Linked DNA regions of Triticum aestivum: region 2 is linked to region 1. A link is a contact called in public Hi-C data. All regions are on one chromosome and are shown on one strand. The core of a region is the stretch at or near the end of the contact, and the rest is flanking DNA. Distances in the headings are between cores, read along the strand shown. Region 1 holds the start of LOC123189991. Region 2 holds the start of LOC123189992.

Region 1 (7,336 bases), core at 2,336-4,835:
ATGCGCAATCCTCTGTCGTCAATTGACCGTGCGCCAAGTTGGCGTACAAATTCTTCGGGCCCTTCAAGATTCTGGCACGCATCGGCAAGCTCGCATACAAGCTGGAGCTACCCACTGACAGCCGCATCCACAACGTCTTCCACGTCTCGCAACTGAAGCCCTTCACACCCAATTACTTGCCGGTGTTCTCCGAGCTTCCACGACCACCGGACTTGTCCATCACCGACAACGAGCCAGCGGAAATCATGGACCGCAGGATGGTCAAGAAGGGCGATCAAGCGCTGGTCCAGCTCCGCATTCGTTGGTCTTCTTCAGCGTCGGGCACAACCTGGGAGGACTATGAAACACTACGGCAACGATTTCCGGCGGCGAGTATTTGGCGCGAGACGATGACCGGTCAAAACCAGACAACGCCTGAAGATGAAACACAAATGGAAGACGGGGCTTTCTCTGAAGAAGAGGGGCATGTCACACCTGCATCCCACTGATGATGCAGTGGACAAGGAAAGAGTGGACACAGTCGCCAGACATGTAGGCCCACGGGCAGAGCTGTGTGTGTGTGGTTACTTAAGTGTGCGTGGTAGGCAGAGAGAGGGCATGCGTGTATTGTGTGAACTCTGTATCTCACATAACCTTCTCTGTATCTCACCTCCTTCTCCTGTACCTCACCTTCTTCTTTCTCAAGCAACAAGCTGAACTCGATTTATTTTCCCCGATTGACCCTTGTTTCGATCCTAGCAACCCTGGGTTCGTTACAGTTGTTCCCAGCCGCTGCTTAGTTTGCACAATCTCCAGTTTGCAGTTCTGCGTTTTGTAGCTATGGTATGCCTGATTGCTGGATGAGCCGCAGGACACCCCTGTAACTGCATCCCCAAAGGGCAGCCAAGTTTCTGAAACCGGGAGGCCTTGAAAGAATTTCAATGCTAAATCCAGCCTCTCATGATCCCGCATCAGCGGAAGCTTGTGGAAAGAATCTCGAAGGAACGTCCCTTATTCGCATGCCACTTCCCCGGTATGATGCAAGAGTCAAACCAAATATATATATTTTAGAACCGGGCATAACCCCTTTCCATTAACTAATTAAATTTCTTATTGCACCTTTATGAAACAAGACTATTTCAGTGTGCACTGGAATGCAGAGCTCCACCCTAGCCGGGCTTCTTGCTACCCAGTTTCTTGGAAGCAGCCAGGCAGTTCCTGCAGCATGTTCTGTTGTTATGGCAATATTTGGTTTGACTATATGTAGTATAGATTTGTTGAGTTAGAATGTAATGTAATAGAAGCCACTAATGATGATGTGATACTACATAGACTCAAGTGCGAACAAATCTATACACAAAGACTTACATTTTAACAAACCAACACAGTAACAAAAGACACCACAACTACAAATTAATCAAAACAGAACACTTCACGACATGACATACAAGTTATATATAGTTGGATGACAGAAACCAGAACTGATACTCAACATCTTACATAGTTGGTCCGAACAGAAATGCTTAACATGCTAGCAAACCACCAGCATAACAATGTTTCACAAGATAAGCTAATAGTCAGTACACGAATATCTGGGTCAAGATGAGTCGCAAGCTAGAGCTGACTCTTACATAGTAGATCTCACGTCTCAAAGCATGAGATTCAGCTTGTTCTCGACAAGGAGGGACCAAGCAACAACAACCTCGACCTTACACATGCCTACAACACATGAACCCTTGCTTGTTTGGCAGTATTGTTGGACAGGGAACTCGACATGACCCTGTGCACCACCATGCCTCCACGACTGGGCTTGTATGACAACTTTCAGTGTTGATTGTAGTTCAGCTGAAACAACATTCCTTGCCAGACCAAAGTAGCCATCTGATCCAACAGGGCTTTTTTTTTTCAGCATCAGAACGGGAACAATCAAGCAACAACACTTCCCTAGGAGTGGGATCATCTGGAGCAGACAAGGAGCAAGAAACCCGGCATCCATATTTAGGAGGCCATGAGCCATCAACAATGTGGACACCCATGATAGTGGCCTGGATTGCTCTAGGAAGTTGCTCAAGGCTTAACTGTGCAGAACAAGCATAGCCAAGGAACATAGGGGTGGTATCCTGCACGGCGCGCCAATCATAGACGCAAGAGAGCAATGCGCCTTGGGGATCCGGCTCCGCTCCAGGATACACAGTTTTTAGTTCAACTTCAAATGTCACCGGGTTGCTGGCCAAAATTGCGCGAGACGGGCCAGTCAAGCGCAAAAAAGGATCCTGGAAGCACCATCGTTATCGTTCGACTTATCATTACTAACACTTAATTGAAAAATGGACAAGCAAGCAAATTAAGGAGAAGACTTAGTATTTATACATACATCTTTCTCGACTAATTGGTAGTTAGCCCTGGACCGGTAGAAGAGAAGGTTGCGGTTGCGGTCCACAGTGTCTCTGGCGGCGACAACACCGTACACTCGGAGCGGCCAGCTCAAGTTGACGTTGAGGTCAACAATTTTGATAGAGTAGATCTGCAATGCTGGGCAGGTGGTAGCAGAGTAGGGAGTAATACCAGGTGTGGATGGCGTGAATTGCATAGGACTCAGTGTGGCTGCGTGCAGCACCAAAATCAAAGTCAAACAAGAGTGCATTGTTAGAAAATCTATCTTAATCAACCGCAAAAAAAATCTATATTAACAAATTACAAAATTAATTAAGCAAGTATACGAAGAGTGAAAATAGAGAGTGGTCCGATTGCATTATTAATTGAACGGGACATGGGTAGTAATTAAGAAGAAGAAAGCAAGCTGACAACAAAAATACTTATATCATCGAAGACACCATGGCTTGCCATCTGACTGCCCCATATAGATTCCCAGTGGGCACGGTGAAGAAGCTTTGAAGAAGTAGCATCCTCCTTGGAATAATTCTTCATAGTCTTGGAGATTATCACAGCTGCGCGTGACATGAGAAACAGCAGCTTTTTGGGCTTGTCGGAGGAGACGGGGATATCAAATTTCCTCATTATGGACGCCAGAGACTGGATCCGGCGGCCCAGATGATCCGACTCGCGCAAGAGAAGATCCAGGGACTCCTCATGGCTGGTGACAAAGTGGGGCAAGCTCACCCCCACCAAGTCGACCGTTCTTGAGGCGAACGAATCGGAGAAGAGCGACGGCGACATTGTTCTCCCGTTGGATCGACTCCCTGTAAGCCTTCCTTCCGCCTAAAGTTGCAAGCGCCCGTGAATTGACCTCCCCCATCAAGAAGTTGGTTTCCCTCCTCAGGATCTCACGGTGGCGACAAAGAGCGTCAACCAAGCCTCCATCTTCCAACCTCAGGGACGTGGAGGCCTCCTTCCTCAGGGACATAGTGGTCTTCCTGCTCGGCATATCATAGCCGAACTCTGCTAGCATCTTCGCATGCTTCAACGAGTGGTCTGCGATCCACATCCTCCTCTGCTCCTGGGAGTCCCTCTCGATCTCCATCTCCATCTCCTTCAAAGATCTGGGATTTCCAAATCCTCTCGCTCTCTAGTTTTTTTGGGGATTCAGGCTTGCTGTCTACGAGTATACTCGCCGCCGCGCCGCCGCCGCCGCCGCCGCCTGGTCCTATATGAGATTAGGGTTTCAACGAAACAGCTGGGTTGGGGTACTTGTACTCCGCCTTACGCTCAGCCCGCCAAGAGCCCAGTAGTCTGGCCCAAGAAACGCCGGGCCCAAGCGACGGGACCCCAGCTTCTTTTTTTTTTTTGAAACTCGACCCCAGCTTCTTTTCTCTCACGCTATCCCCCATTCTACTCCTTTCTCAAATTGTCTTAAAAAAACTCCTTTTCTCAAACATTGCTAAGAGCAACTCTAGTGCTAGTACTAAGTTTGTTTTGTCTCAAAAAAAGTAAGTTTTTTATAACATAGTACAGATGCAAGCGCTCATACATACGCGCATACACTCACCCCTATGAACGCACACACATCCTGCCTTTATGAGCACCTTCGAGAGACTGAGCCGGCATATCATTTTGAGATTTACGAAGTCATCGTAGGTGTCTCGTCGTCAACGGGGACGTCTCCTCCCAGTGAAAGACTTGGACCCTGGTGGGTTGAGAATACCACTGTCTCTCTAACCATCCAACCACAAGTTGGTTCGCAGTGTTAGTACTAAGTTGACTAGTAAACATGCACGTGCAACGCACATATAGTTATGAAGTTACTGTTTGCTCTCCGGGCATCTCCAACGGCAACTCGCAAAAAACCTCCCGCATCCGTCCGCGGACAGGGGGAGGGGACCAGTCCGCGGACACGGATGCGGGAGACAGCCATCCAAACCATAGCCGCATACATTTTCACAACAACTCAAACCAATCGGACGAAATTCGTGCAAACACGGCCAGATTTCATGCAAACATGACGGATTTCATATAAAAAAACACTCAGATTTTCATATAAACACGATGGATTTCATTAAATTTACATCAACGGTGCTAGTCCGGCTCTAAAGGTATAATAATACCTAATCTAAATCGGCGCCCGTGGATCCCTTTGTCTTCCTCATATCCGGCAGCCCGATCACCGGACTGCAGGACCCTGGAGGTTTATGCTTCAGCACAACGCCGCCACTCATCAGAGTGGAACCCCCCGTCGATGCTTCAACGGGAGAGGAAGGCGGCGGCTCCGCTTCCATGAAGCCCATGTGGGATCGACGGAGGTCCTTGAAAGAGAAGAACCGGGCAAGACACCGGTTGTGTACGCTGGTGCCGCCTAGGCGGTGGCTAAGGGAGTCCTGGATTAGGGGGTCTCCGGACAGCCGGACTATATCCTTTGGCCGGACTGTTGGACTATGAAGATACAAGATTGAAGACTTCGTCCCGTGTCCGGATGGGACTCTCCTTGGCGTGGAAGGTAAGCTTGGCAATACGGATATGTAGATCTCCTCCCTTGTAACCGACTCTGTGTAACCCTAGCCCCCTCCGGTGTCTATATAAACCGGAGGGTTTTAGTCCATAGGACGAACAACAATCATACCATAGGCTAGCTTCTAGGGTTTAGCCTCTATGATCTCGTGGTAGATAAACTCTTGTAATACTCATATCATCAAGATCAATCAAGCAGGAAGTAGGGTATTACCTCCATCGGGAGGGCCCGAACCTGGGTAAACATCGTGTCCCCCGCCTCTTGTTACCATCCGCCTTAGACGCATAGTTCGGGACCCCCTACCCGAGATCCGCCGGTTTTGACACCGACATTGGTGCTTTCATTGAGCGTTCCACTGTGTTGTCGCGATAAAGGCTTGATGGCTCCTTCAATCATCGATAACGATGCGATCCAAGGTGAGGTTTTCCTCCCCGGATAGATCTTCGTATTTGGCGGCTTCGTACTGCGGGCCAACTCGCTTGGCCATCTGGAGCAGATCGAGAGCTACGCCCCCGGCCGTCAGGTCAGGTTCGAAAATTTAAATTACACTGCCGACATCCACGGAGACTTGATCTTTGACGGATTCGAGCCCATGTCAGGTGCGCCACACAGTCATGACGGGCACGACTTAGCTCTGCCGCCGGACGGTGTTCGGGAGATCACACCTATGCCTACTCCGGCCCTAGATCCGGAGTCGATTGCGCCATCCGAGGACGGGCGGATGGACCCCGCCTCAGAGGCCACACGCTCAGTGGCCATAGAGCCAAATACCGACTTCACCTCTTATGAGACCTATGTCGCCGGATCCTCAGATTCATCCCCGGCCACAGGCCCCGAACCGCTTGCATCCATGCCTATCGAATCTGATTGGGCACCGATCATGGAGTTTACCTCCGCGGATATCTTTCAGCACTCGCCTTTGGGCAATGTGCTAAATTCATTAAGGTCTCTCTCCTTGTCAGGGGACCCTTGGTCGAACTATGTCCGGCTAGAATGGGGTGCCGACGACAAAGAAATTCGCTGCCCACCCACCACCCACTTAGTAGCCACTGTCGATGATTTAACCGACATGCTCGATTTCGGCTCTAAAGACATCGACGGTATGGACGACGATGCAGGAGACGAACAGGAACCACCGCCCACAGGGCGCTGGACTGCCACCTCATCACACGATATATACATGGTGGATACACCCAAAGAGAACAATGATGAGGAATGGAAGGATGCAGCGAAGGACAATTTCCTCGAGAAGCAACCAAAGCGACGACGTAGGCGCCGCTCTAAATCCCGCCTCAACAGCGATAACAGCGCAAGAAAGAATAACACCCCGGTCGAATCCAAAGGAAATGACGACCACATGGATCCAGCAATAGAGCAGGATGAACCAGCAACTGGCGAACATAGTACGGATCCGCTATCCGAACACGACGACGCCGAGGATAAAGCTCATCAATCTCCCTCTAGAGAGGAAACGGTCCAGACAAAGATGCAAACATCATCCCCGAAAGGCACTTGGAACAAGAGAACCTCCATAGAAGGCTTATTGCCACTGCGAGGAGTCTGAAGAAGCAGAAGCAAAGGCTTAAGGCCGCGTAGAATATGCTCAACAGTAGATGGAAAAAAGTGCTCGACAATGAAGAAAAGTATGGTGGTACTTACCACACAAAGAGCTATCCAAAGCGCAAGTTGTTGCCCGAATTTGATGACAAGGCTTTAGAGCCTATACAACCGAAAAATAAAGCGGCTGATCAGTCGGATCGACCACCTCGTGGCCGTGATAGGGCGGCTAACGAGGCCGCACACAAGCCAGCACACGATCCACGCAAGGACTTACATCAAAATGCCGGTGTGACCAGATCCATCTACGGATCTAGGAAGCGTGCTCCAGCGCACAATCAAAACCAAATGCTACAACCGTCGGAACGCTGGGACACATCCAAATACAGGGGTGCCGCACACCCCCTATGTTTCACCGATGAGGTGCTGGATCACGAATTTCCAGAGGGATTCAAACCCGTGAACATAGAGGCGTACGACGGAACGACAGACCCCGGGGTCTGGATTGAGGACTTCATCCTCCATATCCATATGGCTCGCGGAGACGACCTCCACGCCATCAAATACTTTATCCTCAAGCTGAAAGGACCAGCTCGGCACTAGCTGAAGAGCCTCCCCGAAAATTCAATTGGAAGTTGGGAGGAGCTTGAGGACGCTTTTAGGGCTAATTTTCAAGGAACTTATGTCCGACCTCCGGACGCAGACGATCTTAGTCATATAATTCAACAGCCCGGAGAGTCAGCCCGGAAGCTTTGGAACATATTTCTCACTAAGAAGAATCAAATTATCGATTGCCCGGACGCTGAAGCCTTAGCAGCTTTCAAACATAGTATCCAGGATGAATGGCTCGCCGGACACCTCGGCCAGGAAAAACCGAGGACAATGGCAACCCTAACA
Region 2 (7,336 bases), core at 3,482-5,981, 480 kb after region 1:
CAAGCTCCAGTGATCCATTTATGGACTGGTGCAAGCATCTCGGAGTTGGAATAAACGCTTTGATAGTGTGATCAAAGCATTTGGTTTTATACAGACTTTTGGAGAAGCCTGTATTTACAAGAAAGTGAGTGGCAGCTCTGTAGCATTTCTGATATTATATGTGGATGACATATTGCTAATCGGAAATGATATAGAATTTCTGGATAGCATAAAGGGATACTTGAATAAGAGTTTTTCAATGAAAGACCTCGGTGAAGCTGCTTACATATTGGGCATTAAGATCTATAGAGATAGATCAAGACGCTTAATTGGACTTTCACAAAGCACATACTTTGACAAAGTTTTGAAGAAGTTCAAAATGGATCAAGCAAAGAAAGGATTCTTGCTTGTGTTACAAGGTGTGAAGTTGAGTAAGACTCAATGCCCGACCACTGCAGAAGATAGAGAGAAAATGAAAGATGTTCCCTATGCTTCAGCCATAGGCTCTATCATGTATGCAATGCTGTGTACCAGACCTAATGGGTGCCTTGCTATAAGTCTAGCAGGGAGGTACCAAAGTAATCCAGGAGTGGATCACTGGACAGCGGTCAAGAACACCCCAAAATACCTGAAAAGGACTAAGGATATGTTTCTCGTATATGGAGGTGACAAAGAGCTCATCGTAAATGGTTACGTTGATGCAAGCTTTGACACTGATCCGGACGATTCTAAATCACAAACCGGATACGTATTTACATTAAACGGTGGAGCTGTCAGTTGGTGCAGTTCTAAACAAAGCGTCGTGGCGGGATCTACATGTGAAGTGGAGTACATAGCTGCTTCGGAAGCAGCAAACGAAGGAGTCTGGATGAAGGAGTTCATATCCGATCTAGGTGTCATACCTAGTGCATCGGGTCCAATGAAAATCTTTTGTGACAATACTGGTGCAATTGCCTTGGCAAAGGAATCCAGATTTCACAAGAGAACCAAGCACATCAAGAGACGCTTCAATTCCATCCGGGATCTAGTCCAGGTGGGAGACATAGAGATTTGCAAGATACATATGGATCTGAATGTAGCAGACCCATTGACTAAGCCTCTTCCACGAGCAAAACATGATCAGCACCAAGGCTCCATGGGTGTTAGAATCATTACTGTGTAATCTAGATTATTGACTCTAGTGCAAGTGGGAGACTGAAGGAAGTATGCCCTAGAGGCAATAATAAAGTTATTATTTATTTCCTTATATCATGATAAATGTTTATTATTCATGCTAGAATTGTATTAACCGGAAACATAATACTTGTGTGAATACATAGACAAACAAAGTGTCACTAGTATGCCTCTACTTGACTAGCTCGTTAATCGAAGATGGTTATGTTTCCTAACCATAGACATGAGTTGTCATTTGATTAATGGGATCACATCATTAGGAGAATGATGTGATTGACATGACCCATTCCATTAGCTTAGCACCCGATCGTTTAGTATGTTGCTATTGCTTTCTTCATGACTTATACATGTTCCTATGACTATGAGATTATGCAACTCCCGTTTACCGGAGGAACACTTTGTGTGCTATCAAATATCACAATGTAACTGGGTGATTATAAAGGTACTCTACAGGTGTCTCCAAAGGTACATGTTGGGTTGGCGTATTTCGAGATTAGGATTTTTCACTCCGATTGTCGGAGAGGTATCTCTGGGCCCTCTCGGTAATGCACATCACTTAAGCCTTGCAATCAATGCAACTAATAAGTTAGTTGCAAGATGATGTATTACAGAACGAGTAAAGAGACTTGCCGGTAACGAGATTGAACTAGGTATTGAGATACCGACGATCGAAACTCGGGCAAGTAACATACCGATGACAAAGGGAACAAACGTATGTTGTTATGCAGTCTGACCGATAAAGATCTTCGTAGAATATGTAGGAGCCAATATGAGCATCCAGGTTCCGCTATTGGTTATTGACCGGAGACATGTCTCGGTCATGTCTACATTTTTCTCAAACTCGTAGGGTCCGCACGCTTAATGTTACGATGACAGTTTCATTATGAGTTTATATATTTTGATGTACCGAAGGTTGTTCGGAGTCCCGGATGTGATCACGGACTTGACGAGGAGTCTCGAAATGGTCGAGACATAAAGATCGATATATTGGACGACTATATTTGGACACCAGAAAGGTTTCGAGTGAGATTGGGACAATACCGGATCACCGGGAGGTTATCGGAACCCCCCGGGAGGTATATGGGCCTTATTGGGCCTTAGTGGAAAGGAGGGGAAAGGAGCAAGGGAGGGGCGCCCCCCCCCCCAAGCCCAATCCGAATTGGGAAGCCCCCCCTTTCCTTCCTCCCTCCTTCCTCTTCCTTCCCTCTCCTACTACTAATAGGAAAAAGGGGAGCCCTACTCCCTGTGGGAGTTGGACTCCCCCCTAGGGCGCGCCACCCTCCTTGGCCGCCCCCCTCCTCCACTCCTTTATATACGGGGGCAGGGGGCACCCCAGAGACACAACAATTGATCATTGATCTCTTAGCCGTGTGCGGTGCCCCCCTCCACCATAATCCTCGATAATATTGTAGCGGTGCTTAGGCGAAGCCCTGCGACGGTAGAACATCAAGATCGTTACCACACCGTCGTGCTGACGGAACTCATCCCAGACACTTTGCTGGATCGGAGTCCGGGGATCGTCATCGAGCTGAACGTGTGCTAGAACTCGGAGGTGTCGTAGTTTCGGTGCTTGATCGGTCGGGCCATGAAGACGTACGACTACATCAACCGCGTTGTGCTAACGCTTCCGCTTCCGGTCTATGAGGGTACGTAGACAACACTCTCCCCTCTCGTTGCTATGCATCACCATGATCTTGCGTGTGTGTAGGATTTTTTTTGAAATTACTACGTTCCCCAACAGGTGGAGCTTCTCATCACAGAGTCTCTTGAACAAAGGAGATCGTTGGAGCACATTGATGTCATTGCATGAACCTGACGTGCCTTAGAAAGCATGTCAAATCCAGAAGTTATGCGATATCACTACTTCAAGTATGATGGTGACTTCTTTGACGTGATCTTGGTATTGCCCACACAAACTTTTCGGGCAGTTCTTACATTGCGAGTGCATGCAATCAACTGAACCTAACATACTGGTAAATCCTCTTGCTGCTCAAATTGCTAACAATTTTTTTGTGTCCTCCACATTTAGCTCTCTCATACTCTGGTCCGAACATCTTCACCAGAATGCGTGCAAGTTGCTCCGTGGTGTTCAGGACCGTGGTCTCTCCCATCCGAATTTCTGCATCAATTGCATCTGCTACTTTACCATAAGCAAGCATCCTAAGAGGAGCCGTGCATTTGTGTAGAGGAGAGAAGGATAATTTTCGGCAACAATCCTTTCTTAGTTTGAAGTTGTCATCAGCCTTCTCCACGCCTTTCCACTACCCGCACAAACAACTTTTCACTCATCCAGTAGCAACGACGAAAAAAGTTTCATGAAATGTTGGGACCGCTGTGAAGTAGTTTGTGTACAGAAGACGTGCACCGGCCCTTGATGGAACCCTTGAAGTAATGCTCGGCTCGCACATTTCATCGAACACGTAGAGCGCGAGGTGCAAATATAGGAGAGTTTGCCGTATCGGAGCTGCGCCGGTGGCGGCCTGGTCGACGACGTGTGAGTTGGGGCGTCCGGTGGCAAAGCCTTGGGTTTGGAATGGTGGCGGAGCACCGATAGCGACAGAAGTCCGATGATGGATGTGCGGAGAAGGACGAGCAGAGATGAGAAGAGAACTGCTCGAGCAAGGTGGGAGGAGCGGATATGGGTGAATTGACGCAAGCCCTAGCGGTCAATCCGATGTGGCACACGCGTCTGGGCATCTCTATGTTCGCCCTAGTTATATGTAGGATATAGGGAATGTCGGTCAGTCGGGACATTTGAGTTGGTTGTGCGGAGACCGATTGGGTAGCGTTTTTGCGTCCGGTCCAGTCATTGACCGAGTAGCCCGTCCGGATCGTTTGACGCTCTAACACAAATATCAGTCTTGCTATTGAGACTTCATTAAGTCTCAATCAATGCTATGAGCATAATTGGTTTTGTGCCAAAAATTGGCATGCCAATGTTTAGCATTGTGCCAGATATTGGCTACTAATTACTAATTGGTTACCAAGTTGTCTTGCCTAACTCATATAAAGTTGCCAATATTTGGCAAGTCTTAGTATTGCCAACATTTGGCTAGCCAAATATTAGCAACAAACCAATCATGCTCTATATCCGTGAGATCTTATATTAAAATTCATGCAAAATTTTCATTTTTCATTTTTCATTTTTCTCTTGCATGTTATATTACTTGACTGAGACTTGGTTAAATCTCAGTCGACTGAGACCTAGTCATACCCCGCAAATATAGCCGGGGCATCAATGCGCCTCCCTGATCTGCAAATCGCCAGCCTGAAATCTAATCAACTATTCCGGCGGACCGAAATCTGCAAATCGATTGAAGAACATCCCACGTTTCTGTAAAAGAGAAGCCAGCGGCATCACAGCAAGTAATCATCCATCCCCGGGCAGCACCTTGCCATAAAATACATAAATAGGCTTTTTGGTAGGAAATAAATAAATGCGAACTTTTTTTTAGCAGTAGTTGAAAAATAAATGTGCACTTGAATAGGGACGGGACATGCAGGCAGTGCAGCACCGGCACGGGAGAAACCTCGAAAAGGCGCCGCCCCACCCACCCCACCCCCCACCCCCCACCGCACCCGAAAACCCCACTCAATCCCAGTCCACGCCGCAACGACGCTAGAACAAGCGAAGAGAGTGAGATTGAGAACCAGAAGCAGAGCAACACGCGGAGGGGATGGGCGACCTGGCACACTCCCGTGGCTGCTGCCCACGCGACCCACCCTTGTAAATCTCCTTCCCAAATCTCACTCGCCAGAACCCCACTCCCCGATACCAGTCGCGGTCAGCATACCCCGCCCGCCCGCCGAGGAAGAGGCATTGTGAGGCCGGGCACGGCGGCGGCAAGGAGCAGCCACGGCGCCAGGAATGAAGGGGGGCGGCGGCGGCGGCGGCGGCAAGGAGTCCGCCACCGGCTCCTTCCTCCGCTTCCTCCTCCTGCTCCTCCTCCCCCTCACCGCCCTCTACTTCTTCTACACGCTCCACCTCCTCCTCGCCTCCGCCGCCTCCTCGTCCACCGCGTCCTGCCCGCCGGACCCCACCGCGGTCTCCTCCCGCGTCTCCACCAACCGCACCGCTGCGGCGGTGGCCGACAGTAAGGCCGCCCCCGCGGCGTCCGCGGCGACGACGCTGCAGCACGTGGTGTTCGGCATCGCGGCCTCGTCGCGGTTCTGGGACAAGCGCAAGGAGTACATCAAGGTGTGGTGGCGCCCGCGCGGCGCCATGCGCGGCTACGTCTGGCTGGACCGCGAGGTGCGGGAGTCCAACATGTCGACGGCGCGGACGGGGCTCCCGGCCATCAAGATCTCCTCCGACACCTCCGCCTTCCCCTACACGCACCGGCGCGGCCACCGCTCCGCCATCCGCATCTCCCGCATCGTCTCCGAGACCTTCCGCCTCGGCCTCCCCGGCGTGCGCTGGTTCGTCATGGGCGACGACGACACCGTCTTCTTCCCGGACAACCTGCTCACCGTCCTCAACAAGTTCGACCACCGCCAGCCCTACTACATCGGCTCCCTCTCCGAGAGCCACCTGCAGAACATCTACTTCTCCTACGGGATGGCGTACGGCGGCGGCGGCTTCGCCATCAGCAGGCCGCTGGCGGAGGCGCTCGCGCGGATTCAGGACGGCTGCATCAGCCGCTACCCGGCGCTCTACGGCAGCGACGACCGGATCCAGGCGTGCATGGCGGAGCTGGGGGTGCCGCTCACCAAGCACCCGGGGTTCCACCAGTACGACGTGTACGGGGACCTGCTGGGCCTCCTGGCGGCGCACCCGGTGGCGCCGATCGTGACGCTGCACCACCTGGACGTGGTGCAGCCGCTGTTCCCCAACGCGCCCGCGCGGCCGGCGGCGGTGCGGAGGCTGTTCAGCGGGCCCGTGAGGCTGGACCCGGCGGGGATAATGCAGCAGTCCATCTGCTACGACGGGGCGAACCGGTGGACGGTGTCGGTGGCGTGGGGGTTCGCCGTGCTGGTGTCGAGGGGGGTGACCTCGCCGCGGGAGATGGAGATGCCGGCGCGGACGTTCCTCAACTGGTACCGGCGCGCCGACTACACGGCGTACGCCTTCAACACGCGGCCCCTGGCGCGCACGCCGTGCCACAAGCCGGCCGTGTACTACCTGTCGTCGGCGCGCAGCGCGGAGGCCGCCCGCGGCGGGGAGACAACGGTGACGCGGTACGAGCGGTGGCGCCCCGCGAACGAGACGCGGCCCGCGTGCCGTTGGAACATCACCGACCCGGACGCGCATCTCGACCACATCGTCGTGCTCAAGAGGCCCGACCCCGGGATATGGGACCGGGTAATCCCCTTCGCTCCTTCCCTTAACTCAATTCCTTTTTCAGCATATACACAAATGGCCCAATTGCTAATTAAAAACGAGTATTATACACTAAACTATACAGTCCAAAGATAGGAATGCAATACAAGATAGTTAAAAATTCTAGCAATGGTAGGAGAAGCGTATCCACTGTTAATTGCGTACTAGGTTTGGTTGACTACCTGAGCGAATGTTAGCATACGTACGTTTAATAAAGGATTGCTGATGTGTGTGGAAACACTAGTACTTATATTGCCTTTGGCGAGTTTGTTTACTGATGATGCATGGCTCACATGGATGTTGTGCAGTCGCCGAGGAGGAACTGCTGTAGGGTGCTGTCGTCGCCCAAGGTGGGGAAGGAGGGGAAGAAGACGATGACCATCGACGTGGGCGTGTGCAGGGACGGCGAGTTCAGCCAAGTAGTCTAGGTCTAGCCTAGCCTCTGTTAGGAGAACACTGTAGGACGATACAATATTATTTTTTTCTCTCTTCTTGTATTCTTGCTGGAAGGTATAACAAACGAGAGCCTCGTTCGGTCATCTCCTGCCTGCGTACCTACTACCGTGCTGGTGCTTTGCGCCTCACGGGCCATCACCAGGCACGAGAAGGACTCGAAGCTTTGGCCGGGCTTCCTCTGCACTGCATCGTGCCGCTGCTGCCCCCACAACAGTTGAAGGAGACGTGGCAGGGCATGCATGAACGCATGCCGGTTCGCTGTGCTAAAAGGCGTGTGGGGCTACTGGGATTTGGACTTGGGAAAGCTTTGGTTTCAGCCTTTGGTGGCAAGATCCAGGCGTTCGGCCAACACCCACGCGGGGTGGGATGGCGTGGGGGCTTGTGTTTGTGTGTGAAATTGGGTCAGCG

The links. Hi-C and Micro-C count contacts between places; a contact is called where the count stands out from the background.
Region 2: a contact with region 1 is called in a Hi-C map of leaf, with 3 times the contacts expected there. The contact joins the promoter of LOC123189992 here to the promoter of LOC123189991 in region 1. A contact is called at or near these places in 3 of 5 Hi-C or Micro-C datasets (all in leaf).

What each region holds. Positions count from the first base shown.
Region 1 is chr2A:652,666,658-652,673,993 of IWGSC CS RefSeq v2.1, forward strand. LOC123189991 reads right to left here and starts at 3,586. Exons shown (of 3, transcript XM_044602529.1): 1 at 2,796-3,586; 2 at 2,354-2,583; 3 at 1,393-2,252. The coding sequence starts at 3,156. The coding sequence ends at 1,821.
Region 2 is chr2A:653,140,812-653,148,147 of IWGSC CS RefSeq v2.1, forward strand. It overlaps LOC123189992, which reads left to right and starts at 4,732. Exons shown (of 2, transcript XM_044602530.1): 1 at 4,732-6,454; 2 at 6,781-7,011. The coding sequence starts at 5,021. The coding sequence ends at 6,900.